4 separate regions of the Sus scrofa genome follow, and regions 2, 3 and 4 are each linked to region 1. Evidence: chromatin contacts called from public Hi-C and HiChIP or PLAC-seq data. All regions are on one chromosome and are shown on one strand. The core of a region is the stretch at or near the end of the contact, and the rest is flanking DNA. Distances in the headings are between cores, read along the strand shown.

Region 1 (3,624 bases), core at 741-3,240:
ATGTGCAAGAAACTGAAAACGACGTGAAAGATTTTCCTTAAATGGAGACAGCGCTTGGCCCTGTCTCAGGCTGAAGTTAAAGCCAGGGTCTGAATTTGCCTCCCATGCATTACTTCTCACATGTCATGCGGGTTTCCTGGGCCTAGGACCTGGCGATCGTTCATTTTTTTCCTGTAATCTCGAGGTGTGTACAGGGCACAGCTCAGCCTCAGACCTTTCTGCTTTCAGTTTTGGTTAGTCAGAACCTCCATCTGGCGGTACTGGAGTGTGAGTGTTTTCTGTGGCTTTTCTGCGGCTCCTTTTCAAAGTATTCAAAGCAGTTTAAAAATACATAATGTTCGGCGATCTGACCAAGAACTAATGTAAGTACTTATTTGGGGACTCTTTCAAAAAAAAATCTATTAGATAGATTTGAAACTCTTTAACTCTTACAACATCTTGGAAATAGATACTAAGATGAAAAACAACAACAACAAAAAACGGTTCGAAAAACATAGGACTAGTTCTCCACAGTCATCCTGCTTTTAGTGGTGACAGTAATTGCAAATAGCACAGTTTGTGAAAACAGAAGAGCTGAAATTCTTTATTTAATATTAAACAGGAAACTGAAAGCAGTCTGCAGCAATGTGGTGGGTTTCCAGCAAACCTGCTGCTGGGTTTATCTGTGCTGAAAAGCCTAAATGAGACGTTTCCCCTTTTATTCTGTTAAGATGGTGAGTGTTCATGAAAATCTCAACCCAAACACAGCCATTGGAAGCAGAGTCTGTCTTCTAAGGTTTTCAAGCAACCCGTTTCCACTAGAACCTAAGGAAATTTGGAAGCAAATTGCAAACCTCTCCAAGGGTGGAAAATGCACTTTTGTTTCGCCTTTGTGCAGGGCTGTCACTCACCCAACATGTGCATATGAATATTCTTTCCGAAGACCTGGGCTTCATTTTAAGGTCAGCCTTCAATTTTGAGAGAATATAATTTGTTGCTATTTTTAGAGCATCATGATTGCTCGTAATAACTAATGGAAAAAACTCAACAGAGAAATAAATGTGTAACAGCTGTGTCTGCTTAAACTTGATTAAAGGCAGTAAAAAAAAGTAAACAGAAGAATGAATGTGACAATAGACGGAGGGAGAGGCCAGTATCCCACATTGTGAAAAGTTTTACAGACATAACTCCCTCTCCTTTGGAGGCCGGCAGAGTCTGTGTTGAAAGTTTACTTTACTGTTTGTCTTGAGTGGGATCCGTGTTGTAGTGAATAATTTATAGGCAGCATGAATGAGCTCATTAGTCACCTTTTCAGACTTTAAATGAGTTTTGTGGTTGTCATTACTCGAGCCTTATGTTCAGCCGCCGAGCAAAATGACAGTTTGGCAGTTGGCTGCCTTGTTGTGGGGCGGCCTGCTTCCCCCCTTCAGGTCTGCGTCGCTTCGGGGTCTCATTGAAACCTTCCCCTTCTATCCCTGGGCCAGCCCAGGGACTCTCACGTTTCAGATGCCTTTTGCACCCCAAGTTTAAATGAGTTTTTTGGGGCATTAAAAAAAAAAAAAAAAAGAAAGAAATCCTTCTGTTGCTTCTGCCAGACAGAGGGAAGGGGATGGAGTGAGCTTCCCCCCACCCCCCAGCAGCTGCTGTGCATTAGGCCTTTTGTGCTTGGTTTGATACTCAAGTTCTTCAATAGCGGTAAAGCTAAGGAGTCCCTGTTGAGTGGCCCAGCCAGGCTTTCACATGGTGGCGGGCGTTTCAGGCAAGGGGATGTCACTGGAGTTTGGAAGGAGAAGGCTGTGCTGGAGTAGGTTTTCATTGTCACAGTCCCGAACACCCATGGGGTGTGGGTGTGTGTGGATGCAGAAAAGTATTCCAGCCAATCTGCCTGGCCGGAGTCCCGAGGCCAAAGGGAACCACGTTTTTCCTCCAGAGAGGTCAAGATGGTGTTTCCGGAGCCCAGCCAACTGGAGGGTCCACGTCATTGGGAAGGGCCATTGCTTCTTCCCCATCTCCACGTCTTCCCAGCCCAGATCGTTCAGAGACAGCAAATGGTTGCAGCTGCCTCCTCACCGAGCCCTTGGAGGCTTGCCTGGGAGGCTGGTATGTGGGGAAGATGAGCCTGGCCATGCCGGTAGCAGGTGGGATTTCTTTGGAACGGATGTCACGTCCCTTTGAACCTGGCCCGGGCAGCCTCCCGAGAGCACTGACGTCCACTCTCTGGGACTGGTCTCCATCCGGAAGTCAGGACTCTGTGGCATGTCCACCTTGGCCCTCGGGTAGCCTCTGCTGGCACTCCCGGTGCATGGACGCTTGCCCGGGGAGTCTCAGCCAACTGCCTGGACCACCCCGTGCTGAGGTCTCTCTGACATTAGCGATGAGCAACAGGCACTCATGGCTGCTGTCACCAACGTGGGCAGCACCCCCTTCTGGGATCCATATTGTTAGACAGCTGGCCCAGCACCGTGTGAGGCGTGGAAGAGAGATGCTTGATATTCCTCTCCAGAAGAAATGCCAACTTAAAAAGGACGCCTGGTTGTTTAGGGGCCAAATCTTTGGAGCCAGTCAGAGTCCCATGTCTTTGAGTACAGAGATGTGAGGTGCCGTTAGGGGCACCCACAGAAAGACAGCCATCCATTTGGCCACTTCCTGCCCAGCCCCCACCCCTTAAGAGGTGGAACCACTCACATGCACTCATGGCTCCTGGTTTATGGGCGCATTTTGCTTGCCTCTGAATCACAGGGTTAAAGGCACAAGCGATGCTATTTTGGGAAGGAGGAGGGGTTTCAAAACAGACCGTGCTGGTGAACTGCACTACCCCAGTAAAAGAGAGTTCACGTTTGGCTGTCATAGTACATGGATTACGTTGCTCATCTTCATAACTGAATTTTGTACAGCAGGGAAGTGTGTTGGTAATAGTTTTATTCAATGTAATGTTTACCAGAGAGTTCACCAAAGTTGGAGCTTTTATTTGGTTTTGAAAAGACCATCTGAAAGAGAAGAATTGACTGTTTTCTTTCACATCTCTCTGAAGAAAGTAAGAAGAGAGAAGTTATTTCTTGGCACCGTGAAGACTCTGGCAGACATAGTCCCTGAAACCCATGAGACTGTGGGACTTGGTGTACTTGCTGAAGGGAGGAAAAGAGTAAATGCGCTTGAAAACTTCAGAGGACGAAAAAGTTGATGATGCTACTTTTCTTTCCCAAATCTGGTTACTAGTTTGAGAGAAGGATAAAAAAAGAGCATTTTTTTTTTTTTTCTGTTAAAGTGATTGATGTTTTTGGTTACCACTAATTCCACATGCTATAAGCAGAAGTATAAGACAGGGTCTTTGCCTCTCAAGGCATTTACAGTTTGTTTGACACTCAGTAGCTAGCTGATTTATTTTTTTATTACAAGGGTATATCATACCATATTGATTATGACATGGAAGCTGAACTTTATTTTTTTGCAAGTAGTCCCTTTTCAGTTTTTTCTTTTTATTTGTATGCTTTCTTTTTCTTTTTTGCTTTTTAGAGCTGCATCCACGGCATATAGAGATTCCCAGGCTAGGGGTTCTAACCGGAGCTACAGCTGCCAGCCTATGCCACAGCCACATCAGATCCAAGCCTCATCTGCAACCTACACCACAGTTCATGGCAACGCCAG
Region 2 (3,624 bases), core at 586-3,085, 250 kb before region 1:
AAATCTATGATCATGCTGGCAGAGGCAACTGACCCTGATCATCACGGGAAGGCAGGGCTGCTGTTACATAACCAGGGGAGGAATACGTATGGCACTCAGCTGATCTGCCAGAGTGTCTCTTGCTACTTCCAAGCCCAGTTTTAACTCAAAATAGGCAGTGACAGCAACCACTTCCTAAAAGAGACCTGGCAGCAAGGAGCTCAGCCCCCTAAGTGTGAAAATTGCGGCCCCTCCAGGCAACCCCCCTAGACTAGCAAAAGGGCTAGTGGAGGATGAGGGGAATACAGAATAGATGGTAAAGAAGAGAGATGACGATTTTTAGTTATAACCTTGGGACCAGCTGCAGGGGCAAGAGCTATAGTTTGTCCCACTAGATTTGTGACCAGTTAGAATCTTGAATAAGCTGGGACAAGATGGAAACTTAACCAGGGAACATGTGAATCTGAATGCTGCAAGGGGTGGACTGTAGTGTATGCTTTTGGTACTTTGCCCAAACCCTCTCAGACCCCCTTTACTTGTTCACCGTCCCCATCCTCTAGCTTCCGGGTGCTTCTCTCCTAATGGCTCACACCTCCAGCCTTCAAAGAACTACCCTTAATCTATTAGAGTCCCTTCACCTAGACTCACCCTGGAAGTGTTGGGTGTTCAGGAAGGCCCATCGCCAGGGGCTGGTAAGAGCAGGGGTGTAAAAACCCAGCTCCCTTGCTTCAGGGCCGAGCAACTCTCTGTGTAATTTGTGCCCCACAGCTGCCTCTGGATCAAGCTGAGGCTGGAACTTGACCTTACATTCCTGCCTTGCTTGCCTTATCCTCCTGCCCTATTCTGCTTCCCTTATTTGTGTCTTCTGGAAGCTTGTCCTTAATAAATTACTTGCACAATCAAGAATCAAGACAAAACAAGACAGTTTCCTAATAGCAAATAAACTCTCTGTGCACAGGCCCTGTTTGGGGGGGGGAAATCTTTTAATCTCCCACAATACGTAGCCCACCATGGGATACACACAACAAGTTGATCTGGATTTTGGCAAATTCTTTGGTTTAGATTCTCTTCCTTTAGTAAGAATCTGAGAACCCTAAGTTGCAACTCCCTTGCTACATTACAGACTGGGACATCTGTAAATTATCGATGATAAATCAGTGTAAACTCTATGTGCCAGGTTTTCTGGACAACCTCGATTTCAGCTTCTCCATCTCCTTGTCAGACCATTTCCAGACAGCGTGTCCCAGTTGGTGTGTTGGTTGGATGGCAAAGGACGGGACGATGTGCTAGCCAAGAGGCAGCTGACGGAGGACACTTAACTATTTAAAAAAAAAGCAGGGACCTTGAAGTTAAGCAAGACTGGACATCAAATTCTGGCTCCACGCCAACCGGTTCTCCGACCGTAGCCACATTTTATTCATGTTCAAATGAAGGTACTAGCTCCTGCTTCACAGCACAGAAAATGAGTTCATGTATGCCAAGTGCTTAACATTGCTCCTCGACCTAGTAAAGCTCAAAAAAGGGTTCCTTTCAGAAGGCGGATAAAGGTCCTCAGCGGAGTTTGGGGACGTCACTGTCCTTACACAGCCAGTCCCGGGAGAGGCAATGCCGAAGTGTTTCCGTTCATTTCTCCTCTGCGGGCACAGGACACAAGCCAAATGAAGAGAGGACGTCTTCCCGGCCGGAAGGGTCGACCTCAAAGGAGGACGGCCCGGGCCCTGGGCCACCATGTAGCTCCTCGCCCGCCGCTCCGACCCTCCCCCACTTCCCTCCGGGCTGGGCTGAAGTAGGTGAAGGGTGGAAGCCTAGAGACTGCGCCGCGGAGGCGGAAGGCCGCCGCCGGTTTCCTAGCAACGGCCGCCCCGCCCCATCCCACCCTGCGTGGCGCGGCGGCGCCGGGAAGCGGGGGGCGGGCCGCCGTTGCTATGGTAGCGCGTCCGCCCCGCCGGACGCCGGCGGAACCTGCAGGAAGCTAGGGCTCTGGGCCCCGCGTGAGCTGCGGGGCGACCTTCCCCCACCCCACCGCCAGCTCCAGCTTCGGTCCGGCGGGGACCTGCGCCATCTGTAAGCGTGGCCGCCGGGCTGCAAGGCCGCTTGGTCCCCACTCGCTTCCCAGCCGCCTGGGCCAGCTAACGGCCTGGCTGTCTCGTGAGGACAGAGTTGGTCATCCGGGCCAGGTCTAGGCTGAATTAACTGTTTTGGAATTTCATTGGACCTTTTTTCCTCTACCGTTGCAAGAGACACGTACATGTGTGTACACACACACACACACACACACCCAGGGTCCCGTTCTTTTCTATCAAGTGTTTCACCTGAAGGATCTTTAATCTTGGAAAGAGAATATGCAGAAAACAGAGCGGCTTCCAAAATTAGCCTTTTAAAACGACACTACAAATAAGTATCATATTTCATGAGGCCCATTTTTAAACTGAAAATGCCCATGGCTGGAAGGGTATTCTGGATTCTGGACTTGAATTTGCATTCTTCTGAATTCCTCTCTGCAATGATCTGCGTTTGGGCAATTCAGTTGTGGGGTATTAAATTTAAACGTATTCGCCTCTAGCTAGTGTTGTGTGTTCTGATTGCTCTGTTAAAGGACCCACTCACAGAAACAAAGCCACATGCTTCTCAGTCATCCTCCGGCTCGGCTAGAGAGTATTTTTAAAAGGGGCGGAGTCAGCCACGTGTTTGTGAGTTTAATCAAATTGACAAGGGCTCTGAGCGAGAAAAGCTTGCTATCTAATGGCAAGACAGCGTTAGGTACATAGAGATGTGTTCTTTTTGGACTTATTTGAATTAGAGCTTTTCAAACAGAATCTTCTCTTGCATATATTTTTCTCGATATGCTGCAACTGGAAAATTTAAATCAAAAATCCTATTTCGTATATTCATTTTTATGGTAAATGTGTCTAGGCTGAGATTACGCATTTTCCTGATCAACGAGGAAATGCGCCGCAATCACTGTGAATTGAGCACCTTGCTGATTGAGCAACACTTGAACCTGGAGGCAAGAACGATCATAATCTCAGAATGAGAATCCTCCACAGTATATTTCACAAGCGTATTCACAGCTAACCTTTTTCTACCCTAAAGGATCATTCACTTGGAACTTTTTTATTTTGCATTTTGCCGGAATGCTTCATCTCTTAGAAAGCCACTTTCACATACTTTTTCACTTGGAAATGTAATTGTGTTGGGCAAATGATCATATAATTTATATTTGTGTGTAAATATGTGTGTTTCTGTATTTTTCCCTGGTGTCAAAACAGAACTTTTATTTCACATGGTGAAGAGTAGAGGATAAATTCTGAAAGCTAGATCAAGGATCTGAAAATAATGGTTTTATGTTTAGCACTAACTGAAGAAAAAAGAAGGTATAACACTATGCAGACCTAAGTACTTTTTTGTGCATAAGGCAAATTGCTAAATCTGCTTCAAATTTGGTAAAGTGTTAGATAGTAGAAACAATAACAGTGTATTTTATAATAAAATATTAGCATTTGCAAACATTAGTTCTTCTTTGGTAATTTTCACTGATAATTAAATTCATTTGCTATCTTCAAGTTCTTTTCACATAAGTTATTCATCAGAGTGAGCATAGACCAACCTGATTGCAAGATCTTGGTCAGAGGCGTTCCTACTCTG
Region 3 (3,624 bases), core at 797-3,296, 140 kb before region 1:
CAGCCCGTTCCAGGTTGTTATAAGAATTCATTCAGTCATTCTCCAGGTTGTTAGGAGAATTCATTCAGTCATTCTGGAAATACTTGTTGAGGTCTATGGAGTGCTTGATATTGTTGAGAGGCAGGGCATGGGGAGATGAGCAATGTAAGTAAGACTCTGCCCCATGGGGGGTTGGATGAGCTAGTGTAGACAAACTGCTTTGTGTGGAGAAAACCTTGGCTTTGTGATTGATCCAGTAATGGTGAGGTTTTGAGTTTTTTGGTATGATGTGGGGTAAGGGGGGGAGGCTTGGTGTTATCTCAAGTTTTTTGGTTTGTGTTTTTTCACTTTTTAATCAATTAAAGTATAAGTTGATCTACAGTATCTCAAATTCTTAAATAGAGACCTTGCCCTCCTTTTTTCTTTGCTGAAAGAGGTCAGTATTTAGCAGCAAACAGAGGAACTCAGCTCTTGAATATTCTTCAAGGCCACAGATAATTTCCCCGAAACCAAACCCTGGGTTACTGTCCTCAGTATCACTCTCTATTTGAGTTTAACTCATTACTTTGTTGCTAGGCTCAATGTTTTCAAGGCTCCACGTTTATTTTCTGTTGCTATTGGTCTTAGTAAATGAGAATGACATATGGACCTGAGTTAAATTGTTGGAATCATAATTTGTTTTGTTTTCAAAGAGTAGTTTTCTCTCTCGACTGCACTGTACTGTGGATGGGAAAATACACTGACATCTTAGTAACTCTAATCTATTATCCACCTGTTCAGATGCAAACACAATGCATGTGGCAAATTACTTTATATGCTGATAAAGCCTGTGTTTTGGAAAAATGTTGGGCTGTTTATGTACTAAAAGATTGTTTCGAATCAAGCCATCTAAACTGTGCAGATGAAGAAAAGGAAGTGTATTCTGAATAGCATCATCAAAATTCCAGGAAGGGTCAGGCTGCAAAATACAAGATGTGGTGAGTCTGTAATTAGGTATCAACCACATTTTATTTGATTGCGCAGCTCCTTGGGCTGAGCTCTGGCATTGGTCAGAGAATAGCTCTCCAGTCCAGAGGAGTTCATTTTAGAAGATGACCCAGGTGAATAGTCTAGCTCCCCCAAAAGCCAAGACAGAGCTAACCCTTCATTTATTATGTGTTTCCTTCATGGAGCAGGGCATAGAATTTCTGGCAGATGAGAGCAGAGCATTTCTAATAAAAGAGATGTCGTTGGGGGGGCAGGGTACTATCTTTGGAAATTATGTTCACTTTCTTCTCAAATCTAAGGCTTCTCTCTTAACTCTATAGAAAAAAACTTTTTTGGCAAAGTTTCCAAAACTACACTTTTGGAGGTACCAAGTCTAGGCCAAGGACATTAATGAGATATAGAGCTCATGAACTAGCAGGCTGGGTGGAATAGTTAACTCTGTCTCCTGATATAATGAGCTACTGTGTGGTCTCTCCCTACACTGAGCAAGGGTTCATTTGTATCCTTAATACCAAATATTCACTCACTACAAAGAAAAGGGAGAAGATCTCCATATTTGTAATAAGACCAATGTGAATATTAAAGTAATTTACATTTTTTAAGCAAAGTGCTCCATGCATTTTTACTGCAGTTACCACATATCCTGATTTGTTTGTGGTAGTTTGGGTTTATGTGCACTGTCCCAGTGTAATCACTAGTACTGCCTCCTTTTATTTTCAAAAGCATCTTGATGTGTATGATAAATTATGGTCACCTTACTTAACAATGGTAGTCAATATGTCTGGCAATAGTAGGTCAAGTTTGTTTTGACCAACTTTTCTGCTGAGAAAAGCTGCTTAAAATTAAAAAGGAAAAACTACAACAACAGCAACTCAGTTTGGAAGCACTGGAGAGCCATCAAGGCAATAAGGAATTGCAGAGATAAGATTTGGGGGGAGGAAACTCCCCTCACCTAAGAGGTGAGCCCAGCATTTGGATCTTCTTCTTGAGACAGTCATCAATTCCAAAAGTAGTGGCTAAGAGACTAGACACTTAGCAGAGCTTTCAACAAACTCCTGGGGTTTGGGGAATGGTAATTGTAGTCAAGTCCTGCCAAGGAGCAGAAACCCTAGTAAACAACCTCAGCTTTCATTTGGAACCCTGAGTCAAGATGAACCAGAAATAGAAAAACTCTCACAGGGACTGAAGCCAAAAATAAAATATTTTCAGATTAGTGTCACTAACTTAGATGCCTGCCAGAAGCAAAAGCAAAAATCCTCTCTGGAGGAAGATACATCTTCTGGAGCCTCATGTTCACTAGAGTTTTTCATGGACTATATCTGCCACCCAATGAAAAATAACTAGATATATGAGAAATCAAGACATAATAAAAAACCAAGACAAAAATTTGACAAATAAGAGAGAGATACCTACAAGGGATCCAAATAGTGAATTAATTATATATGGTCGCTCAAATAACTGTAACTGATATAGTCAAAGAATTAAAAGAGAAGCTTTAAAAATTTTCCAGAGAACTGAAAATTACAAATAAGAACCTAGAACTGAAAAACATAGTTACTGAAATCTAAATAGATGAAATTTTGCGGGTAGTGAAAAATCCCTGTAAGATTGGATATTGGTGATGGTGATGGTTTTTATAACTGAATTGATACTAAAATCATTGAATATACACTTATAGTAGGTGAATATTATGGTATATAAATTGTGCTTTAATAAAGCTGTCAAAAAATGGATGCATTCAGTGGCGTAGGTATTGTTGAAGAGAAAGTTAGTGAACTAGAATATAAGGCAGAAGAAAATACCCAAATGAAGCACAGAGAGGCAAGATGATAGACAGTAAACACAGAAATTTGAATGGAATGGTACAGGGGATATAGACGAAAGACCTAATGTACAAGTATCAGGAGTTTTGGTAGGTGGGGAGAGAGAAAAGGGAACAGAAGAAATAATTGAGAAGCAAATGGCTGAGGATTCTCCAAAACTAACTAACAAATGACACAAAGTCACAGAATCGAGAAGCCCTAGGACATTAAGCTGGATGAGTGAAAAGAAACTTCGCCTTGGAACAACAGGGTAAGATTTCTGAAAATAAAAAGGAGAAAAGCTGAAAAGCAGCCAGGGCTGGAGGGATGGGTAACTCTTGTCTTCAAAAGAGCAACAGTAAGATTGACAACTGACCCTTCCACTGAAACAATAGAAGTAAAAAGCAAATAGATAGTATTTCAAGTGGCTGAACTGTTGACTCTGAATTCCATGTCTACCTAATAGGTTCATCAGAAATAAAGATACTAAAATAAATAAATAAATGCAGAAATAAAGATACTAAAAGTATCTTTTAAAAAATTATTATGAGCAAAAAGACCCTTGAATAGGTGAGACAAATAAAAACTAGTGGGTTTAGGCCCAAATATATCAGCAATTATATTAAATATAAACAGAGTAAATATTCTTATTAAACGCTAAAGATTATTAGCCTGGATTTTTTGAAAACGTCTGTACTGCTTTAAAGAGACATACATTATTTTAAAAGTACAAAAGGATCAAACATGAGGATGTAAAAACATATACCATGAAAACACCAAAAGATCTTATAACTATATTAATGTCAGATAAAGTAGACCCTCTAACAGGCAAGGAGTGTTGCTAGAGATGAAAGTG
Region 4 (3,624 bases), core at 359-2,858, 130 kb after region 1:
ATCCGGTGTTGCTGTGGCTGTGGTGTAGGCTGGCAGCTACAGGTCCAATTTGACCCCTAGCCAGGGAACTTCCATATGCCACAGGTGTGGCCCTAAAAAGATGGGGAGGGGGGGAATCTATTCTGTTCCACCTTCAAAAACCAATTATGATGAGCCTTTGGGTTTTTTCCAAGCAGATTTCAAAGTTATGTGAATCTTTATTTTTCCTCTAGATCTATAGCAATGATATGAACGTCATTCATGGTTAGATTATTTTCGCAAAAGAAGTTTTATTTACTTAGAACATTTTCTCATGGGATTTTTATTCATTAAGTTACACATCAGGGAAGATGTGCTCTAAGCATGTTTGTTAGCCTTTGGTTATTTCTGTGGGGCAGAAGCATGAGGGAAAAATGGATTCGTTTTCTGAAGTTGAGTGATTTCACCGTGAGATTCTATTTCATGGCTGCTAGACTTTTTTTCCTTTCTTTTCTTCATAGGGTTAAATATTCTCCTAATTACTCTAGGCATTGAGAATTACATTATTAGAGCTTTCTGATACTTGTTGAATCCACAGCGGTTCCTGACAGCCTGTTTCCTTTTTTGGTACACGTGACAATCAGAAGGATCTTGGGGAAAATTCAGGAAGGTGGGTGGGGATTTCTTGATGGTTTTTTTCCTGTGATGTTTCTACCCTTCCTCTATCTGTATAGAGAGGTCTCGAGACATTTGTGATAAGGTTTTTTAAACTCTGTGCATGTTCTTCCAAATTAATATTATTATGCTGCTTTATCGGGTGGTACTAACTCATCAAGAAGTTGCTGATGCCCACAAACAAAAGTTTTACAGTGAAGATCTGGGGGTAGAAAGAAGGGAGCTGCTCAGTCATGCCGGTGGAAGATGTAGGTTAGAATCAAGTAGAAGAAAATGAACTTGATGGATGTTCACTGTCTCATCTTTGTATTTTCCATATACGGACATATTCCTTCTTTATCTCTCTAACAAGCAGGAGGATGTTTTTCTAGATCATCAGACTAGGAAAGAACTCTGTTAATAGGCTCTAGGAGTTCCCGTCATGGCCCAGTGGTGAACGAAGCGGACTAGGATCTGTGAGGACGTGGGTTGCATCCCTGGCCTCACTCAGTGGGTTAAGGATCCGGCATTGCTGTGAGCTGTGGTGTAGGTCACAGACATGGCTTAGATCTGGTGTTACTCTGGCTGTGGTGTAGACTGGCAGCTGCAGCTCCGATTAGACCCCTAGCCTGGGAACCTCCGTATGCCATGGTTGCGGGCCTAAAGAGACAAAAGACAGAGAAAAAAAAAAATAGCCTCTAGCCCCAGGGATTGGGATTGAAGGTCAGCAGGACTCCCTAAAGAACGCTGTTCTGAAAAGGTGACGCTTGGTGACACAGGGTAACCCAGAGACACAGCCACTTGCTAGCAAAGCCCAGCCTGGCTGCGGGCCCCAGTCACCAACAGAACTGGTTAAACTGGGCTGCACAGGGGCCAAGGAGCACCTGCTCTGTGGAGTCGCCTTAGGGGCTGAGACTAAAAGAATCCAGAAGCAGCAAAATAAGCTGATGCACTGTGTTGCTTAGAGACAGCTTTGTTTTTGTCAGGAGGGAGGGAGCGTGGGGCTGTCACGTCTTGGGAGAACTGACACCTGTCCAAGACCTTGAAAAACTGATAGAGGGTAGGATGTGTGGAAAGAGAAAAAGCCAGAAGGGGAAACTGCCAGAGTACATTGGGCACGAGAGGCCCACAGGTCAAGAGACGCGGTGGTGGAGACTCCGTGGGTGGGTGCGGGAAATGAGGGCACTTTGGGATAATGACATCATGTGCTCCGAGCACCGTGATTCCTAAAGAGGAAGTAATGGGAGTTCAAACCTGAAATCAGTGGAACAAAATGACCCGATGGTTACATTCGGAAACCAGTGAGTATCCTCTAATAGTTGTTTGGTTTATGCGCTGTTGAGCAGAAACGCAGTCCAGGTATTTTTTTCCCCCCCACGTAAAACCAATTGCAGGAATTAACTGGAAGCACGCGGGGTCCTATCGAGGGCAGCCTCTGTGTTTTGGTTCTTGCAGAATCCCTGGTGCGAGGACCTGCTGAATCATCCCGCAGTTTTGAGGATAATGGGGTAAGATGCGGTTTGGATTACACCAGGCCTGGGTACTTAACATAATTGGTCATTTCATCCATTCACAGTATTTATTTTAAATGCCATTTAGGCTGCTAGAGACAGTTTGGGTACGTTAGCAGTTTCAGGGGGCACTTCAGTTCTTGTGCGGTGGAAGCCTCGCTGAGCGCCTGAACGGGACAGATCCTTTGTTTAAAGGGGACTCAGGATGGCGCCAGACTGATGAGTGAGTGGGCCTCATTCAGAGCCCTCAGGAGTGGCCTGCTGACAGGTGTCCCCTACTGTCCCCTCTGCCTGTCTCTGTGTGTCTCTGTTCAGGACTCTGTGTATGCAGTACATGTTTTCATTTCATAATATCTCTGATTTTCTTAATTAGAAGAGTATGTTGTATTTTTTCCCTATTCCAAACTCCCTGGCCCCCAACTCACCCCTAGGCCCTCCCCCTCCCCCACATATTCCTTTCACCCATCCGACTTAAAATTGGGTTACTTTATTTAAACATCACCTTCGGGTGAATTATTTTAATGAGTCAGTGATTTCTAAGGAAAGACACTCCTCACCCCTGGTCTGACCCTTTGTCTGCTCCCTGGAGGGTTCACCCCACAGCTACAGAGGGCATCGCTGCTCTGGTTCGAGACATGCCTTCTACTAAGAGTTGCTGTGAGCTTCCGCCCATCCGATCCTCCACATCCATGCCCCTCTTTGGCCTTCATGGGCTCTATAGGCCCCAGAGCTCCCCATGGAGTTTTGTTCAGAGGACGCTGCTGCCTTTATAGCTCTGAGCTGGCTGACCGCTCGGGCCCACCCACACTGCTCACCTGCAGGCATTTCTCTATTATCCGTCTCTGTGCGTCAGGCGCCAGATTAGGCTGGAGTTCCCTGGGGAGACCCAGAGTCCACCCCCTCCACCACTAACAGCCCATTCTGGAGTCGGACCACACATCCCAGCCCTTCTCGAAAAGCAGCTCAAGCCCTGATGCCTGCTCAGGTCAGGCAGGCCTGCCCAGTGACCACCCCCTGCCAGCCTGCCTGCCCCTTTCCTCCTCTCTATCACCCCACTATGGGGCCACTCCTTATTATTAACTCCATTCCTGTAGGATGCAGGGGTGAAATGAAAATAAATTCATAGCACACGAAACAGATGTTGACTTCCGTTCACTTCTGACAGCCTCCTGGGTGAGCTAATGAAATGGAAAGACCTTCCAGGCCCTTTCAGCACACACAGCAGGACTGGCGGCCGCAGGCCCAAAAGCAGATAGAGGGGAGGAAACCAGCTCCTCTGCTGTCAGCTGCATGTCGTTCCTGTGGGTGCCCAGATGTGCTCGCTGCTGGCATAAAGCGTGCAGGGAGTGGACTGTGCCCACTAGACGACTTGCCCTGGGGAGTGCCCATTTCCCAAGGGCTAGTTTGGCTTCATGCACATCCTTTCCCGGAGGTCCCATCCTGCATCTCCCACTCCCACAACCCCCCTCCCCTCCCTTAGCTCCGCCAGGGGTTTTCTCTG

What was found. A called contact is a pair of places that touch in the nucleus more often than the background predicts. HiChIP or PLAC-seq counts read pairs in DNA pulled down with a chosen protein or histone mark.
Region 2: a Hi-C map of embryonic fibroblasts shows a contact between it and region 1, with 2.2 times the contacts expected there. The contact joins two enhancer-like sites. A contact is called at or near these places in 7 of 47 Hi-C or Micro-C datasets (alveolar macrophages, embryonic fibroblasts, heart right ventricle and 3 more) and 2 of 2 datasets of contacts at active chromatin or transcription factors (alveolar macrophages and skeletal muscle).
Region 3: a contact with region 1 is called in a Hi-C map of skeletal muscle, with 4 times the contacts expected there. The contact joins two enhancer-like sites. A contact is called at or near these places in 10 of 47 Hi-C or Micro-C datasets (brain, embryonic fibroblasts, fetal heart ventricle and 5 more) and 1 of 2 datasets of contacts at active chromatin or transcription factors (skeletal muscle).
Region 4: an H3K27ac HiChIP or PLAC-seq map of skeletal muscle shows a contact between it and region 1, with 2.4 times the contacts expected there. The contact joins two enhancer-like sites. A contact is called at or near these places in 4 of 47 Hi-C or Micro-C datasets (embryonic fibroblasts, fetal heart ventricle, heart right ventricle and 1 more) and 2 of 2 datasets of contacts at active chromatin or transcription factors (alveolar macrophages and skeletal muscle).

The regions. Positions count from the first base shown.
Region 1 is chr7:111,287,642-111,291,265 of Sscrofa11.1, reverse strand. The region is part of intron 1 of FOXN3 (forkhead box N3); the gene reads left to right. Among named protein-coding and RNA genes, the nearest start is that of FOXN3, 52 kb to the left of the region's middle. Within about 2 kb of position 1,990, at least 33 of the 83 cell types and tissues checked have an H3K27ac peak or open chromatin away from gene starts, as enhancers often do. A contact at or near this core is called in fetal skeletal muscle, mesenteric adipose tissue, skeletal muscle and 1 more, where this site is marked.
Region 2 is chr7:111,534,767-111,538,390 of Sscrofa11.1, reverse strand. No RefSeq gene overlaps it. Among named protein-coding and RNA genes, the nearest start is that of FOXN3, 200 kb to the right of the region's middle. Within about 2 kb of position 1,835, at least 76 of the 83 cell types and tissues checked have an H3K27ac peak or open chromatin away from gene starts, as enhancers often do. A contact at or near this core is called in mesenteric adipose tissue, skeletal muscle and subcutaneous adipose tissue, where this site is marked.
Region 3 is chr7:111,432,088-111,435,711 of Sscrofa11.1, reverse strand. The region is part of intron 1 of LOC106504536; the gene reads left to right. It also overlaps a transcript of FOXN3 not described here. Among named protein-coding and RNA genes, the nearest start is that of FOXN3, 93 kb to the right of the region's middle. Within about 2 kb of position 2,046, at least 8 of the 83 cell types and tissues checked have an H3K27ac peak or open chromatin away from gene starts, as enhancers often do. A contact at or near this core is called in fetal skeletal muscle, skeletal muscle and subcutaneous adipose tissue, where this site is marked.
Region 4 is chr7:111,158,780-111,162,403 of Sscrofa11.1, reverse strand. All of the region lies in intron 4 of FOXN3 (forkhead box N3), which reads left to right. Among named protein-coding and RNA genes, the nearest start is that of FOXN3, 180 kb to the left of the region's middle. Within about 2 kb of position 1,608, at least 8 of the 83 cell types and tissues checked have an H3K27ac peak or open chromatin away from gene starts, as enhancers often do. A contact at or near this core is called in skeletal muscle, where this site is marked.